2 separate regions of the Macaca mulatta genome follow, and region 2 is linked to region 1. Evidence: chromatin contacts called from public Hi-C data. All regions are on one chromosome and are shown on one strand. Each heading gives the region's core, a stretch centred on a gene start, on an enhancer-like site or on the middle of the called end of the contact. The rest is flanking DNA. Distances are from core to core; before and after follow the strand shown. Region 1 holds the start of SEPSECS (Sep (O-phosphoserine) tRNA:Sec (selenocysteine) tRNA synthase). Region 2 holds the start of PI4K2B (phosphatidylinositol 4-kinase type 2 beta).

Region 1 (4,118 bases), core at 1,289-3,788:
GGTCGAGAACACACAGATTTAAATTCTGCTAGTGTCACTAGTTGTATAACCTTAAATACATTACTCAAACTTCCTGAGCTTTGCTTTCCTCATCTGTAAAATGGGGATATGGATAAATACTTGTTGGATGAGTGAATGGATGAAAGTAATTTTAGAATACTTCTCTTGAAATTGCTTCCAAAGCTGGTATCTTTTGAATACCTTTAATGAATGCATATCTTGACAATGATTAACTTTTGGAAACAGACAAACATTTTCCTGAAGATGGTGAATAAGGTGAGAGAACAAGCTGGCTCAAAAACCTCGTGTGTCCATTCAGTAATGGGATTAATTTTGGGATTTTTGCACATTTTGCATGTGATTGACAAAGCAGCTTTGAAGGCTTTTCCAAAGACAAAGTTGCAAAAATAGTTGCATTTTGAGAATAAGAACTCAAGTTTCCAAAAGTTTGAAAGATAATACTCATTTTAGAAAGAAAGCTAAATTCTTGTTGTTTTGTGGTTTACCTGTCTGTTTAGTTTTAAGTAGTTAAATAGTCTATGTCATTCAACAAATATTTATCAAACACCTATTATGTATTTAGTGCTGTGCTTTGAACACAGATATCAATATAGCCCTTGTCAACCAGGGGCTCACAGTCTAGTTGAGACAGAAAATTAACAATTGAAATGCAATTCAACAAATACCATAAATACACTGATATATATTAATAGCTGGATGCCCTGGGAACATGCAGTAGAAACAGTGATGAGCTCGTGTATGTTGAACGACTGACTTCTAGGGGAGTGGGTTGGAGGGTAAGGGCCTGATTTGCAGTGTTTACTGATTTCCATGGCGTAAATGCTTCCACCTTGGCCAACGTGACATCATCAAAAGGGGAGTTGGAAGATGTGCAGTAGTATAACATTATATTGAATTTCTACCATATAGATAAAATGCATGTAAATAACCTGAAGAGCATAGATAATAGTAAAATGTAAAATAATTAGGAAGTGATGAATTTTGAGTATTTTTACTTTGGCTTTTAATACAATATTTGAGTGGCTGTATTTAAAAACTGGCTCACAAAATTCCTGAACATTTAACAAGCAGCTCTTGCAGGTGGGTGTGAATCAGTGCAAGTGGGCATACCACCAGGTGAAAGCAATGTCAGGAGTTACTGTAGGCTCACATAAGATGAAGATTGTAAAGAAACTGAAGGCAGGGATCTCCAGCAGTGAACCTCTAGGTTGTTGAATTGTTACAGGACTGCCAGGTTCCTATGTCAGTCGTGCAGGAACAGACCAATACTCCGACAGCAGGCTTGCAGCAGAGAAAGAGTTTTAATAATCACAAGTTACAAGCCAGGAAACAGGAAGAGTTCTCAAGCTTCAATTCGTTTCATCGAGGGGTTCTAGGCTAAGGTGTTTAAGGGGATTTGTGGAGGGTGAGGGGCTGGAAAATTTGGGGTTATCGATTTGTTGGGGTAAGGGAGATGAAATCATCAGGATGTGACAATTGCATTCCTCCATGAATCAGTTTTTTATTGGGCCTTCCAGACAAGCTGGCATCCTTAGTTTTGTTGGTATGCAGGACCTAAAGAAGCAATGCAAACGAAAGCTTCTCTTCTCACAGTGTCTTAGATTTTATCTATAGAGCAGAAAAAGAATGAAATGTCTTGTGATAGGCGCCACATTCTCCTGGGGGTAGTAAGTAGCAACCAGATACAATTAAGTCGGCCATACTGCAAACTGGCTTAATAACAGCAGCTGTAAGCCTAGTTGGATTTTTTTCCTCCCTTAATCAATTTTACAAAATGTTCTTGGGGATAGTTTCCGAATGGTCAAACTAATTCATTAATTCAATATCAATTTCTTTTTTTAGGCCCTACTTTATGCTGGGCACTGTTTTAGGTGCCCGGGGGAGGGGGGCACCGCAGCAAAAACCGAGGCCCTGCCGTTAGGTTAGAGAGTTTACATTCATGGGTGCGTGTGTGTGTGTGTGTGTGTGTGAGTATAAACAAACGTCTGGCATGTCACGTGGTGAGTGGTAAGTGCTATGGCTAAACATTCAGTAGTACAAAGGGGAAAAGGAGTAGGGCACTGCTATTTCCTATGGGGTTGTGTGGCAGTAATAAGTGTGGAAATGTATCAAAGTAAAGATTGAAGGTTCTGGCATCTGACAAACAGTTTGAATAAGGCGGAAGCACAGACCCTGCACAGATCTCAACCATCCAACAGGACTGGAACACAGAACTTAGAAAACCCCACGTACCTAGTTTTCACTCTGCTCGCCCGGTCTGCACAAGTGCAAAATCCTTTCCTGAAGTTCCTATTAGGAACACCAGGGTTTAACCAGACCAATCAGCTGCAGCAGGGCGGGGCTCATTTCAGTACCTCCTTTGCCTGAAGTCACCTAAAAGCGCGGACTCCCTCGCGCATGCTCAAACACGCCAACTTCCTCCTGGAGCGCCGAGACGGTCTGCGCATGTGCAGAATCGATAAGTGTTCTTTTTTTTTTTTTTTTGTCCCAAGGCGTTGCCGTACAGTGCAGGAGGCGAGTTGCATTCTGGTTCCATCGTGAGTCTGGCGTGTGGAGCTGGTGCTCCCGCTTATTCGCCACTGTCGCCACCGCTGTCATGAACCGCGAGAGCTTCGCGGCGGGCGAGCGGCTGGTGTCACCGGCTTACGTGCGGCAGGGCTGTGAGGCCCGCCGCTCGCATGAGCACCTCATACGGCTGCTTCTGGAGAAGGTACCGAGCTGTCGGTCCCCTCCCCAGCCGCCGCGACCCCGGGGCTCTGGCTCCGCCCGCCGTTCCCGCTGGTGCTGCCCCACCGGCAGCTCTTTGCTGCTTGAGACTAGTCCCAAGTCTGTCTTAGCTTGGCTTGCCCTAGCTGACCGACTGCGGTCTGTGCCGTCTCAGCCTTGCCAAAGCCAGTGAAAGCCAAAGGGTGTTCTTAGGAGGGGGCGTTGGGGTCGGGGTTTTGAGTCCCTCTTTCTAACTTCGGGATGCGGAAGTGAGGGAAAGTCCCAGTGTACTTTTTTATTCGCGGAAAGGGCAAAGTTCGCATCTCCATCTTTCACCACGCTCAATGACTCAGAGCATATGTGGTGTTTGTAGACCACTGTATGCTAACTCGAACCACGAGGTTTCTGCCGAACCTCACAGGTCTGCCTCCTGCCAGCGTTCCTGAATTTTAATTTCATTAAAAGTTTTGTTGTGTTTTGTTTTTTGAGTCTCGCTCTTTCGCCCAGGCTGGAGTGCAGTGGCGCGATCTCGGCTCACTGCAACCTCCGCCTCCCGGGTTCACGCCATTCTCCTGTCTCAGCCTCCCGAGTAGCTGGGACTACAGGCGCCCGCCACCACGCCTGGCTAATGTTTGCATTTTTAGTAGAGACGGAGTTTCGCCATTTTGGCCAGGCTGGTCTCAAAGTCCTGACTTCAAGTGATCCGCCCTTCTCGGCCTTCCAAAGTGCTTACAGGCGTGAGCTACCGAGCCTGGCCAATATTTCATTGAAGTTTGACAACTACCGCCCTTCTCCACGTCCCCCCGCCCCAATCGTAAAGCCCTGGTTTGAAGCATCTTCATTGGGGATGTGGTGTATTGGTGTTCAATTAGTTTAGCTTACGGAAATTTAAGTATCTGAGTAGATCTCATTGTATACATTTATCATCACTTCTCGAAATCTATAAATAGTTGTAATCAAATGTATAAACTTTTTGTCTCCTTGCTGTCTCTATATAGTGCTCAATTTATGCCTGAATTTTAGAAAACAAGGAGCATGGCAAAATACACATTAAAAAGTGAAAATGTATTCCTGTAGTGTTCTAGAGAACGATAGTTTTATTAAATATAATCATAAGTTTTGTTTTTTTTTTTTTTTTTTTTTTTTTTAAGGGCAAGTGTCCAGAGAATGGCTGGGATGAAAGTACACTTGAACTCTTTTTACATGAACTTGCAATCATGGACAGCAACAATTTCTTAGGCAATTGTGGTGTGGGAGAAAGGGAAGGGAGAGTGGCATCTGCATTAGTTGCTCGTCGTCATTACAGGTATCTTTTTCTAAGTAGTATGGGAGACATCGTTTATTTATTTTTGGTTCAAAATAATGGCAGCAGTTTTCATTGTTAGATTATC
Region 2 (4,097 bases), core at 868-3,367, 82 kb before region 1:
AAAAGATCTTAGCAAATTGTAAGCTGTGATATAAGTAAGATACTACCTTTAAAAAAGGTAGGAATTCTAAGAATCCATTTGCATTCTAACACTATATCCTCACTTTGACTTTTTGTTTTTGTTGATTTATTCTTAATAGAGATAGGGATCTCACTATGCTGCCCAGGTGGGTCTTGAACTTCCAGCCCCAAGCTATTCTCCTGCCTAGATCTCCCAAAAGGCTGGGATGGGATTACAGGACTGCCATCTCGTTGGCCTCTCGCTTTGATTTTTTTCTAGCCTTAATACTGTTTGTTTATAAAATACCTCACTTTCACAGAATAAGTGCATTTTGAAGGCTTTAGGCTCTTTTAAAAATCCAGGTACACAAGGTAGCTTACACAAGGTAAGGGGCGGAAAAAGGCAAGCTAGCTATTTTACAGATTAAATTCTAAGTAATATATGCCCAAATTGCCAATGTAGCTAGGCGAATGCAGGCCCGTTTGTGATCTGGTTCGAGCTTCACGTTATCTGGTTAAACGATAATGCATCCATCAGCAAACATTATAACGGGAGCAGACTTTGGTTAAAGCTTAAACCATCAGACAAACGGCTCCCCTTGGGCTTCTCTGATTTATTTACTCTAGAATATGCCTGAATGTAACTTCCAGCTATAACTTGAATGACCGATTCTATCCAAAATTCTTTAAACTGTAGAGGACACATTAGTGTACCACTAACAGTACATTTAAAATCTAACAACTCCAAAAAAACTAAGCAGTGTTAAAGAAACTTCCATTTTCTGTGGCTTTTAAGCTGTCATGTGTGAAGCAATAAACCAACGGGGTGCACAACATCTCATTTAATCCATCCTCACAACCAGCAGGGAGGTGTTACCATCGCCTTTTTACAAACAAATCTGTCTCACCTCTAGCTGAGAGTCTTACAAGTCTGCTATTTCCATTACATTAGTCTAACTCCACTCAACACGCCAGAAAAATCTCACTTTATTAACAAATATCCAGGCCTGCACAGCATACCTAAATTTAACTAACGTTCAACATCGTTTCAATTGCCCTGTTTCACCTGAGGGTATCAGTCCACTTAATAGCGAAAAGAGGTTTTTCGTTTCGTTTTCTTACGTATTAGAAGTAAATCAAGAAAGAGAAACTAAACTGTAAGAGGGCAGGAACAGACTTTCAACTGCTTTTTGCCCCCTGTGGCTAACGTCACAATAACAACATTTAATGGAAAAAGGTTTTAAAACGTGCCCCAGTGGCAACTGGATATTCTGGTTGTCCATCTCTCTCCTGTCATCCACTTCGCAAATTCACCACTCCAGGAACTTTCCTGAGAGTTCAAGGTTCTTAATTCAAAGTCAAGTCCAAACTTGAGCAAGGACTGACGTCATTTTACAGCGTTAACCTCTCCCCAGTGTCTGATTCTAGAAGTTTAGACTCACTTTGCGGGGAGGTCTAAAGAATCGGTTTAATGACAGCCACTGGCCTTCGGAGAGCAAGTTCCCCGAGACAGAGCGAGCAGGCGAAGCGCACGCGGTGCGTCTGCGGCTGGCCCCGGTCCGAACTTGGGAGCCGCTGCCCAGCGATCGGGGAAAGCCCGTCCACCTCGGCTAGCGCGCGCGGGAGACAGGACAGAGCCGGGCGACAAGCGCAGCCGCCTGGAGGGGCGCGGGGAGTAGGGCAGGGCCGGGTCGCACCTGAAACCGCGGGGCGGCTCCGGTCCAGGTCGGCGGGCGAACTCCGGGAGACCCCCACGTTCCCGGGCGGGAGCGGCAGCTCCTCGTCGCCGGCCGCGCCCTCCTCCCCGGCGGCGTCCAGCAGCCTCACGGCGCTGCCTGGGGCGCCTCTCCGCGGGTGGGCCCAGGCGATCCGCGATAGCAGCGGCTCCCGCTCCCCATCCTCCTCCTCCTCCGGGCTCCCGCTGTCCGCGGACGCCAGCCGGTCGGGCTCGGAGGGATCCTCCATGGACTCCCTCTGCTCCCTCCGCGCTGAGACCAGATCACAGCAGCCAGGTGCCCGAGACTGGGCTCTGCATGGCGGGGAACGGGAGCAACCGGGTGGAACGGACGCCACCTCACCAGCGCACGGGCCCGCTTGGCGCCCGCTTGGCGCCCGCCCAGCGGTTGCCCCGCCCCGCCGCCGGCCTCGCCCCATTTCGCGCCTCCGCCGGGCGCCTCCCCCGCGCCTGCGCAGAAGGGCCGTGGCAGGCGGCGGCGGCGGCGGCGGCGGCGGCGGCGCGCGTGGGAGTGAACAGAGGGCGGGGCTTTTGAGGGGGCAGGTGGGGCGGGGCCGCCACCTGCCTCCGTGAGTGCGGAGAGAAGCTGGGCACAGCTCGCTTTACTCCCAGTGGAGGGCGGGAAGCTGAGTAGTTTCCAAAGAGGTTCCCTCTTGCAACCAAAATCGGCCCCTCCGCGACAGAATTCTCTCTTAGAGTTTACCATAATCTATAACAATAGATTTAATTGTGCGACATTTCTTTCCTCCACTGGACGTCCAGGAGGGTTTGTATGTTCTTTTTTTTTTCTTACTAATCTAGGTAGAAATTTATCAATTTTTAAATCTTTTCAGAATATCATGTTTTGGTTCCATTGATTTTCTGTTTTCTAGTCCGTTGCCTTATTTTGCTCTTTATTCCTCACTTGAAGTTTGATTTCCTCTTCTTTTTCTAGTTACTTAGAGTAGAAGATTATTGATTCTAAATCTATCTGCTTTTCCAATGCAAGGATTTAAGGCTATAAATTGCCCTCTAAGCACTGCTTTAGCTGCATTCTCCGTTTTTTGTTGTTGTTGTTGTTGTTGAGACGGTCTCGCTGTGTTATCCAGGCTGGAGTGCAGTGACACAATCATAGCTCACTGCAGCCTCAACCTCCTGAACTCAAGGGATCCTCCCACCTTTAAACTGTAGAAGACACAGTAGCTGGAACTGCAGGCGTGCATGATCACACCCTGTTAATTTTTAAATTTAAATTTTTTGTAGAGATGGGGTCTCACTGTTGCCCAGGTTGGTCTTGAGCTCCTGGTCTCAAGTAGTTGTCCTGCTTCAGCATCCCAAAATTCTGGGATTACAAGCATAAGCCACCTTGCCTGGCCTGCTACTGTGCTTTCATTTTCCTTCAGCAGAAAATAGTTTTTAACTTCCTTTATGATTTCCTCTTTGACCCTGTAAAGGAAAATAAAAATCTCAGAACCATCCCCCACCCTCAACTTGTTATGTCAGGGGGAGATTTAAGCCTGGAGACTGAAGTCACCCAGCACTACAATCCTTTTCCCAAATGGATAGCGGTTACTTCCCATCATTGTATTAAAACTTTATACGTTAGCCAGACCCTCCTCAAAATGCAAAACAAGCCTTATGTATCTCAGTCTCAGGATGACTGTCCTCAACAAATTAATAATAGTGAATTCTTTACCGGCCATTAAACCTTTCAAGATGTATATCCTTCCATAAAACAAGGACATGTCAATTGTATAACTTTAAGTCTGCAACCTAAATCAAACGGGTACAATTAAAGTCTGTTAAATTTCACATGGATGATTTCAATTACAAGTTTATCTTCCCAGATGCAGAACAAGGATAAGATCAATCATTCCTTCACCTGAGATATCTGCATAATTAACTTCCTTCACTCCATTTTCTTTGAATGTTCACCTTAAGCATAGCATAGAGTTACTGGGCACTACTTAAAGTCTAGCAAAAATGTAACCATTTGCCTCACCACCTACAACCCTCTTCCTTGATGCCTTCTCCACTTTAAAGAAAGAATAGCTGGAATTACAGGTGCCTGCCACCATACCTGGCTAATTTTTGTATTTTTTAGTAGAGATAGGGTTTCACCACATTGGCCAGGCTGGTCTCGAACTCCTGACCTCAGGTGATCCACCCACCTCGGCCTCCCAAAGTGCTGGGATTACAGGTGTGAGGTACTGCACCCGGCCTGTAGCTGCCTTTTAATTGCAGTTTTGGGTCCATTTACATTTAATGTAATAATGATGTGGTTGAATTTAGATCTATTATTTTGCAATTTGTGTCTTATTTGCTTTAACCTTTTCGGTTCCTCTGTTCCTCCTTTCCTGCTTTCATTTGGATTAAATTCTGAT

What was found. Hi-C and Micro-C count contacts between places; a contact is called where the count stands out from the background.
Region 2: a Hi-C map of fetal cortex germinal zone shows a contact between it and region 1, with 3 times the contacts expected there. The contact joins the promoter of PI4K2B here to the promoter of SEPSECS in region 1. A contact is called at or near these places in 2 of 14 Hi-C or Micro-C datasets (fetal cortex germinal zone and liver).

The regions. Positions count from the first base shown.
Region 1 is chr5:24,179,988-24,184,105 of T2T-MMU8v2.0, reverse strand. SEPSECS (Sep (O-phosphoserine) tRNA:Sec (selenocysteine) tRNA synthase) reads left to right here and starts at 2,538. Exons shown (of 11, transcript XM_001082141.5): 1 at 2,538-2,731; 2 at 3,879-4,033. The coding sequence starts at 2,618.
Region 2 is chr5:24,261,354-24,265,450 of T2T-MMU8v2.0, reverse strand. PI4K2B (phosphatidylinositol 4-kinase type 2 beta) reads right to left here and starts at 2,117. Exons shown (of 10, transcript XM_078003217.1): 1 at 1,442-2,117.